2 separate regions of the Pan troglodytes genome follow, and region 2 is linked to region 1. Evidence: chromatin contacts called from public HiChIP or PLAC-seq data. All regions are on one chromosome and are shown on one strand. Each heading gives the region's core, a stretch centred on a gene start, on an enhancer-like site or on the middle of the called end of the contact. The rest is flanking DNA. Distances are from core to core; before and after follow the strand shown. Region 1 holds the start of CCN1 (cellular communication network factor 1). Region 2 holds the start of BCL10 (BCL10 immune signaling adaptor).

Evidence for each region. HiChIP or PLAC-seq counts read pairs in DNA pulled down with a chosen protein or histone mark.
Region 2: a contact with region 1 is called in an H3K4me3 HiChIP or PLAC-seq map of stem cell-derived excitatory neurons, with 2.9 times the contacts expected there. The contact joins the promoter of BCL10 here to the promoter of CCN1 in region 1. A contact is called at or near these places in 1 of 7 Hi-C or Micro-C datasets (stem cell-derived neural progenitor cells) and 1 of 1 datasets of contacts at active chromatin or transcription factors (stem cell-derived excitatory neurons).

The regions. Positions count from the first base shown.
Region 1 is chr1:145,488,974-145,492,846 of NHGRI_mPanTro3-v2.0_pri, forward strand. CCN1 (cellular communication network factor 1) reads right to left here and starts at 1,741. Exons shown (of 5, transcript NM_001098553.1): 1 at 1,455-1,741; 2 at 924-1,137; 3 at 217-573; 4 at 1-85. The coding sequence starts at 1,517.
Region 2 is chr1:145,793,344-145,797,216 of NHGRI_mPanTro3-v2.0_pri, forward strand. It overlaps BCL10 (BCL10 immune signaling adaptor), which reads left to right and starts at 1,979. Exons shown (of 3, transcript XM_513526.8): 1 at 1,979-2,427. The coding sequence starts at 2,371.

The DNA of each region.
Region 1 (3,873 bases), core at 491-2,990:
GAGCACTGGGACCATGAAGTTGTTTGAACAATACATTTCTGGCCTTGTAAAGGGTTGTATAGGATGCGAGGCTCCATTCCAAAAACTAGAGACAAATAAGAGGGAAGACTTCTCAGAGGCATACCGACACAAACAGGCTCAAGTACTCATTTCTACAAAGATTTAGACCAGAAATGCATCTCAGTACAGTGTCTGAAGTGCTCAGTCTCCACTTACCAGGGAGCCGCTTCAGTGAGCTGCCTTTTCCAACTGCAATCAATTCGTTGTTTCTCGTCAACTCCACCTCGGAGGCATCGAATCCCAGCTCCTTGCCAAGGAGGCCGTCCTGGTCCTCCATGGGGTCCTTGATACTATCCTCGTCACAGACCCACTCCTCGCAGCACTGCCCGCTAACTTTGACCAGCCGAGGGTTGGGACAGCCCAAGTTGGGGAGAGATAGTTCTTGGGGACACAGAGGAATGCAGCCCACGGCGCCATCAATACATGTGCACTGATGTTTACAGTTGGGCTGGAAACTTTCCCCGTTTTGGTAGATTCTGGAGTTATATTCACAGGGTCTGCCCTCTGACTGAGCTGCAAAGATCACCAAAAGAGAAAGGTAGAAGGGGATAAAGTTAAGATTCCAAACCACCGCCTGAAACTCATACATATTTTCTGCTGTTAAATTCAATTTATGGTAAAGTTCCCTACAATTCCCCGGAGACTCCAGACCAGAACAATAAGTTAGTCAGGAATCACTTTTCCGTATGCGCTTTCGTTGGGCCCAGACACACTGAATTGCATTCCAGACTGCTGAAATCATGTGCCTTTCTGCCAAGCTACCAACAACAAAGCATCACCATACATGGTCTCAGAATTACTAAACTTCTGGACTATGGGGACTAGTATTTTTTTTTAAAGGGGCCAAACCACAAGCATCTTACCTCTGCAGATCCCCTTCAGAGCGGTGGAGCTGGCGCCGAAGTTGCATTCCAGCCCCTTGGTGTGGTCGCAGGGCTGCGTTTTGCTGCAGTCCTCGTTGAGCTGCTTGGCGCAGACCTTACAGCAGCCGCAGCCGTCCCGGACCAGCCCGACTCCCGGCGCGCACTTGGGCGCCTCCAGGGGGCAGTGGCAGGCAGCGGGGCAGGTGGAGAGCGCCTGGAAGGGGGAGAAGATACGCGTGAGACTCGGCGCGGTGCGCAGGAGGGGCGCCGCGGCTGCCGCAGGGAGGGACGGGGGTCTCCGACCCTGTCGACGGGGAGCCTCTGATCTCGTCCAGCCCGGCCACCTCGGAAGGCTGCTCCCACCAAGAGGTCCCGACACGTCTTCGGTGGGAGGGGGAGAGTGCTTAAAGAAACGGCTACCCGCAAACGATCGCGAACTTTTTAACTTTTCCTGCCGTGGGCAATCTGGGACCAGGGGAAGGGGCTGGAGAGCGGACGGGGAATAGGTGGCAAAAGGAGAGTCCAACTCACCAGCCTGGTCAAGTGGAGAAGGGTGACGACTAAGGCGAGCGCCCTGGCGATGCGGGAGCTCATTGTGGCGCGCAGGAGTAGCCCGGGGCGAGCGCGGCGACGAAGACGCCAACAAGCTGGTGTGCAGCGGACAGGCCGTGCGCAGCGGGGTCGGGGTGGCGGCGCGGTGGGCCCGGTGGGCAGGGAGGCGAGGGCTGGGCGGCGGGCGGGCGTCTTTCGCTCGAGGTCCCGGCGGAGAAGGCGCGGAGGGCGCGGGCGCTGCTCGGGGGCGCTCTCGCTCGCGGTCTGCCCAGGCGCCCCGGAGCCCGCCTTTTATACGGGCCGGCGGAGGCGCCGCGTGTTGCAGTGACGTCGGCTCTGTCTGCGCGTTCCAGAATTCTCAAACATCTCAGGAATGCTGGTTGGCGCGGGCTGCTGCCAAGCGCCTCCCCTGGCTCCATTGCACCTTTGTGTGTGTGTGTGTGTGTCTCTGTGTGTGTGTGTGTCTGTGTGTGTCTGTGTGTGTGTGTCTGTCTCCCAGACCCGTCAAGAAAACAGTTCGGTGTGTGTGTGTGTGTGTGTGTGTGTGTGTGTGTGTGTGTGTCCCAGACCCGTCAAGAAAACAGTTCGTTTTTTCCACCTTAAATTACGACTTATGTTGGGAAGGGTTCTTTGGGGCGTGATGGTGGTGATGGTAGTTGGAGGGTCGTGAGGGGCGAGGGGGGCCAGTTCAGAACTTTGCCTGGACTGGGTGGGTGGGAGGACCTGAGAGGGAGGAACAAAAGTCGTTTTGTTTGGTGATGCGAGTTGACCGGGCAGCCACTGAAGCCCTCACCCGGGAAGGCAGTGAGCTGTTTGCTTGTTTACAGCGAAGGTGAGAGGCAAGTTATCTGTTGAAAGAGTAGAACGGGGAAGAGGAGTGTGTCTCTGAGCCAGGAATATTTGTGGACTTCAAAGAGGCGTGTTCGGAACAAGTCCCAAAGTTTTGGCATGATGTTTATTAGCAAAGTTCAGTGAATTGCAAATTAATACCCACAGTGGCATTTATGAATGAAAAGGCGGGGGGGGGGGCGGGGGGAAACTTCCCCATCGTCTGGCAAATTCCCAGGCAGAGGTCTCCCCCACTCCTCCAGCCCTTCCCTCTTTTGGGTATGTTGTACTTGTTTGTTGTTGGAGGTTCCCACTTTAGTTCCAGCCCACTGCCTGGGTTGGAAGTCCGAGAGGAAACGAACGCGGGGAGTTCTCCGGCAGGCTGACTTATACTTCCTCACGGATGCAGGAGACGGGGTAAGCCCTTCCCGCCTCCCTCCGCGGGCAGGAGGCTATGCTAACCAAGCAGCCAGCCAGAAGTGCAGGGGACCACCGTGGAGTGGCCTGAAATCATCACCTGCAAAGACCGCAAGGTCAAACCAGATTCCAGGACCATTGTGCCCTATGAATCTCTGGGAAAAGCAGACTCCTTCAAGCTGGACGTTTTGTGGGGTTTTTAACTCCTTTCCTAGGGACCACTGGAAGCCTCCCATTTTAAATGAATTGCAATGCCCTTCTCTCCAAGTACAGCAAAGAGATTTAGGATGTAATATTTTGCAGTAAAAATGTCAGCAGATTTTAAGATCTTGTTCTACCTGCAACACACTCAGTAGAAGACTCCACCACAAGACAATTTACTTGAACATCACCAATACCATTAGTGTGATTGATAAACTTTCCCTGCAAGTTTCAAAAACTTTTTGCATAATTTTAATAAAAATTATCATGTGAGACTCATATGCTCTAGGATAACTACTTATCCTTTTTAATGTTTAAGGCTGTTCAGACTTCATAATTTAGCAGTCTTGCTTGAAAAGGCCCTTAGTGCTAATGCTGACTTTCCTGGTAAGCACAATGAGAATCTGTCAGGATGAAAACACACTCCAGTGAAGAGAACTCTTGCAGGAAGGAGTTCAGTTTCATTCATTCCAAAGTGCCCTTTCATAAATGGAAGCAGCATTTGCTAGAGGGAGTGGGATCTCTAAAGCTCTGTTGGAGGGTTAGGGGTGGGAGACTTTTCAAGACAATGGATTGTCAGGTGTTATGCAAATACAGTGAGGAAAGTGTGGGCCCAACACGTACACAGGTTAATACATCAATTATTATTTACAAAACACTGTTTTTCCTGCCTTATCATTTCATTATTGTTTCCTTCTTAATGAAGTGACTGGGGGGTGGGAGGGGGGAGGAGGGGTGTAGGGACAGTACTGGTTGAACAGAGGGAAATGGTAGAGAGAGAATGGAGAGGAGGGTTCCTGGCTTCTGTTGTGGCGTCTTTTCTATTTGACTTCATGGTTGTAAGTATTTCCAGATGGTGAATCAGACACCAGACGTAACAATATTTCCATATTTGGGTATAGCAGTAGCCTGCGTTTTTAACATTTTTCTGCCTCTGTTATCCAACCACAAA
Region 2 (3,873 bases), core at 729-3,228, 300 kb after region 1:
GGGATCACGCCTGTAATCCCAGCACTTTGGGAGGTTGAGGTGGGCAGATCACCTGAGGTCAGGAGTTCAAAACCAACCTGGCCAATGTGGTGAAACCTTGTCTCTACTAAAAGTACAAAAATTAGCTGGGCGTGGTGGCGTGTGCCTGTAGTCCCAGCTACTCAGGAGGCTGAAGCAGGAGAATCGCTCGAACCCGGGAGGCAGAAGTTGCAGTAAGCTGAGATGGTGCCATTGCACTCCAGCCTGGGCAACAGAGTGAGGCTCCATCTCAAAAAAATAAATTAATTAATTATTTTTTTAAAATAACTTAGATATAGCCGGGTGTGGTGGCATGCGCCTGTAATCCCAGCTACTGGGGAGGCTGAGGCAGCAGAATCACTTGAACCTGGGAGGAGGAGGTTGCAGTGAGCAGAGATCGTGCCACTGCACTCCAGCCTGCATGAGAGAGCGAGATTCTGTCTCCAAATAAATAAATAAATAAACTTAGATAAAATTTTTCAAGTGCCTACCTCATCTGCCCCAAACACACATAAACTAAAATATAAATTCCATGAGGAAAGAGATTTTTATTGGTTTTGTTCACAGCTGTTTTCCTAGCACCTAGAACAGTGTCTGGCACATAGTGGACATTCAAAAAACATTTGTCAAATGAAAGGATTCATCCTAAAGTTAAGGATGGTTAAGTAAATCGGATGGAAGACGATGAAAAATTAAGCAATTAGAAAAAAACTGTCCATGTATAATGTGTCAACATGGAAACAGGACATAATGTAAACATCAGAATCCCTGTGCTGTGATTCTGGTTTTTGTGGCTCTGGTTACATTGTTTTTTTGTGTGTGTGTGTGTGTTTTTCGCTTTCCCGTTTCTTAAACATTGGCGTTCCCAAGTTTCTCCTTGGTCCTCCTGTCATTTTTATCTACTCTCGTAGCTTCAAATACCATCTAGTTTATAGTTTATTTAGCATGTTGTCCAAGCGATCGTCTTGGGCCCAGGGCTCTACCTGTAGCTTTTCATCCACACTTCTCAGGTTGCTTCTTACACAGCGCCATAGTAGTTACAATACGGTCTGGGGATAGTCGTCTCTTCATCAGTCTCCCCCTATAAAATGGAGGACTCATAGTATAAGTTGCCTAGAACATATTAGTAAGGACTCAATAAATGTTTGAGTAGGATGAGCTGGGTGGCTCATGCCTGTAGTCCCTGCACTTTGGGAAGCCGAGGAGGGTGGATGGCTTGAGCCCAGGAGTTTGAGACCAGCCTGGGCAACATGGCGAAACTCCATCTCTATAAAAAATACAAAAAAATTAGCTGGACTCCCAGCTGCTTGGTGGCTGAGGTGGAAGGATCGCCTGAGCCCTGGAGGTGGAAGCTGCAGTGAGCCGAGATCGCACCACTGCACTCCAGCCTGGGCGACAGAGTGAGATCCTGTCTCAATAAATAAATAAATAAATAAATAAATAATCAGTTGAGTGCATACTGTGTGCCAACTACCTTTAAGAACTTTACATATGATCCCGGCAGCCCTAAAAGGTAAGCATATCTGTCTCCATTACACAGATTAACTAATAAGGAAAAACTATGTTTATAATGAACAGTGACCAAAAAGTATGCAAACGTTAAATTAAGTGTTAAAGTGGTGGGATTGTAGGTGGTTTCTTTTTTTCTTTAAAAAATTTGTTTAGTATTGTAGTTAGGCTGTTTGTGTGTATGCATGTGTATGTGTGTATGAGTGCGTTTGTGTGTGACCAAAACAGTAACTGGCAAACATAACAACAGGAAATTGTAGGGCAGGGTCTGGGAAAAGGGGAGGAACCCAAGGTACTGACAAGCCCATACCGGACTCCCCCGAAGTGAGCAGGCAGCAAAGGCTGAGAGTGCCAGCTGCCTGGGCACTGACGGACCCCACCCACGGAAACGATGCCTTATGAGGAAGCTAACCCGGGCCACTTACCGACGACCTGCGCAGGCGTGGCTTGAGGAAACGCCCGCTGTGGGCGGAGCCACCCGAAAGGCTCCGGTCGGGGCGGGAACAGGATCGGCCCGCGGGCTGGCGACGATAGGCTGCCGCAGAGACAGGGCGGGCTCTGCTAAGGGACGCGCCTCGCCGTGGGGCGGTGCCTGCGCCTGAGCCTCTACGAGAGGGAGGGAACGCTGCTCCGAGCTCCGCGTCGACCTCAGAGGCGGGGCCGGAAGCGCTACGGTTTGACCCCCGAGTCCCTCTGTTCCCGAAGGGGCGGCCGTCTTTCTCCCGACCCGCTCCGCCTCCTCTCCTTCTTCCCCATTACCCAGAGGCCGAAGCCCCCAGCCAGGGCGGGGCGGCGCAGCCCGAGCTCCCGGACCCGGAAGAAGCGCCATCTCCCGCCTCCACCATGGAGCCCACCGCACCGTCCCTCACCGAGGAGGACCTCACTGAAGTGAAGAAAGACGTGAGTAACGCAGCTGTGCCCAGGGCGGGCGGGGGCGGGCTGCAGCCCAGCGGGAGAGGAAAGCGGAAGCCTGGAGTCCGAGGACAAGGAGGATCCTCCAGGTCGGAGGAGCGGAAAGTCCTAGCACAGGAAGACTGTGGCGAGCCCTGCATCCGAGGGACCTTGGTGGCAGTGATCCTCCAGTGATCTGTCAATCCAGGTTTTACATCGCTAAACGCAGAGCTTGGGCTTTGTTGCCAAGTGGAGTTTTGATTCTTGCCCACTCCTCACTCATCTCCTCATGCTTTCCCCCTAACTGGGTTCTTGGAGATGCTTCGTTAGGGACTGGCGGCTCAGATTCATCCTTAAGTCAGGCTGCCTAGGCTGCTCACTCAGCCTAGGGCGAAGGCTGTACCAAGTAAAGGATCCCAAGCAGTGGACCAAAAATGTGAAGCTCTTTTGCATAGGGGGCTTGAGGAAGCTCAACAGCTGAAAGCACAACCTGGAATTCCCCTAGTAAGCAGACGCCCACATATTTAAATTGGGGTTGGGGGAGTGAATACACGTAGCTGAGAATTAATGTACAGGTAAACGTCGAAAATATTCAGCAGCTAAATTATGCTCTTCTCGGATAGTGCAGAACCACATAAACCTTCATATTTATTTGTAACGAATGGCTTTGTTGAGATATGACATTCTTTTTCCTTTGCGTTTACTTGTTTTGTCAGATGAGACCTATATGAGTATCACTAAAATACTTTATCTGAAGTCAAGTGAAAAACAGAAACTCAACATGAAACGTGTTCTTATTGAACACTGCAGTACTTTTACAAAGTCATTTTGATGAACTGGACAGGATGGCAACTTTTTAAATGTTCATCCACTTCAAATCCCTTCCTCTTCCCTGTAAGGTTTATTACACTGTACTCACAATTGGTGTGACTCACCAGCAGAAGGAAACTGGATATGACTGGGAGTTGTGCTTAGTTTCCTCATTCAACAGAGATTTATGGAGCACTTGCTATATGGAAAGCACTGGCCTTGGGTCTGGAAGGATACAAAAAAATGAAGATCAGTTTCCTGCTTTACATTCTAGTTGAGATAAGAATGGAACATAAATAACTACTGTAGAATAAATGTTGTCTTATTCATGGTGAGTGCCAGTAAAACTTTGAACTTCCAAGAGCTAGGCCTCCTATGTTCCAGATGCTGTGTCACACAGTTTACAATGTTCCCACTTAACCTTCGCAACAGCCTCTAAAGAAGATAATTGCCATTCCCATTTTACAGCTAATAAAACAGGAACTGAGAAATTACAAGTGGAAGGAAATAAGATCTGTATACAAGTACAGATGTGAAGAGTGGCTTCCAGGTCTTTGTTTTTCTCTGTCAATTCATTGATGTTATCTGTCTTCAGGATTTCATTTTACGCCTATATCAGAAATAAATAACCTTGAGGAAACCATG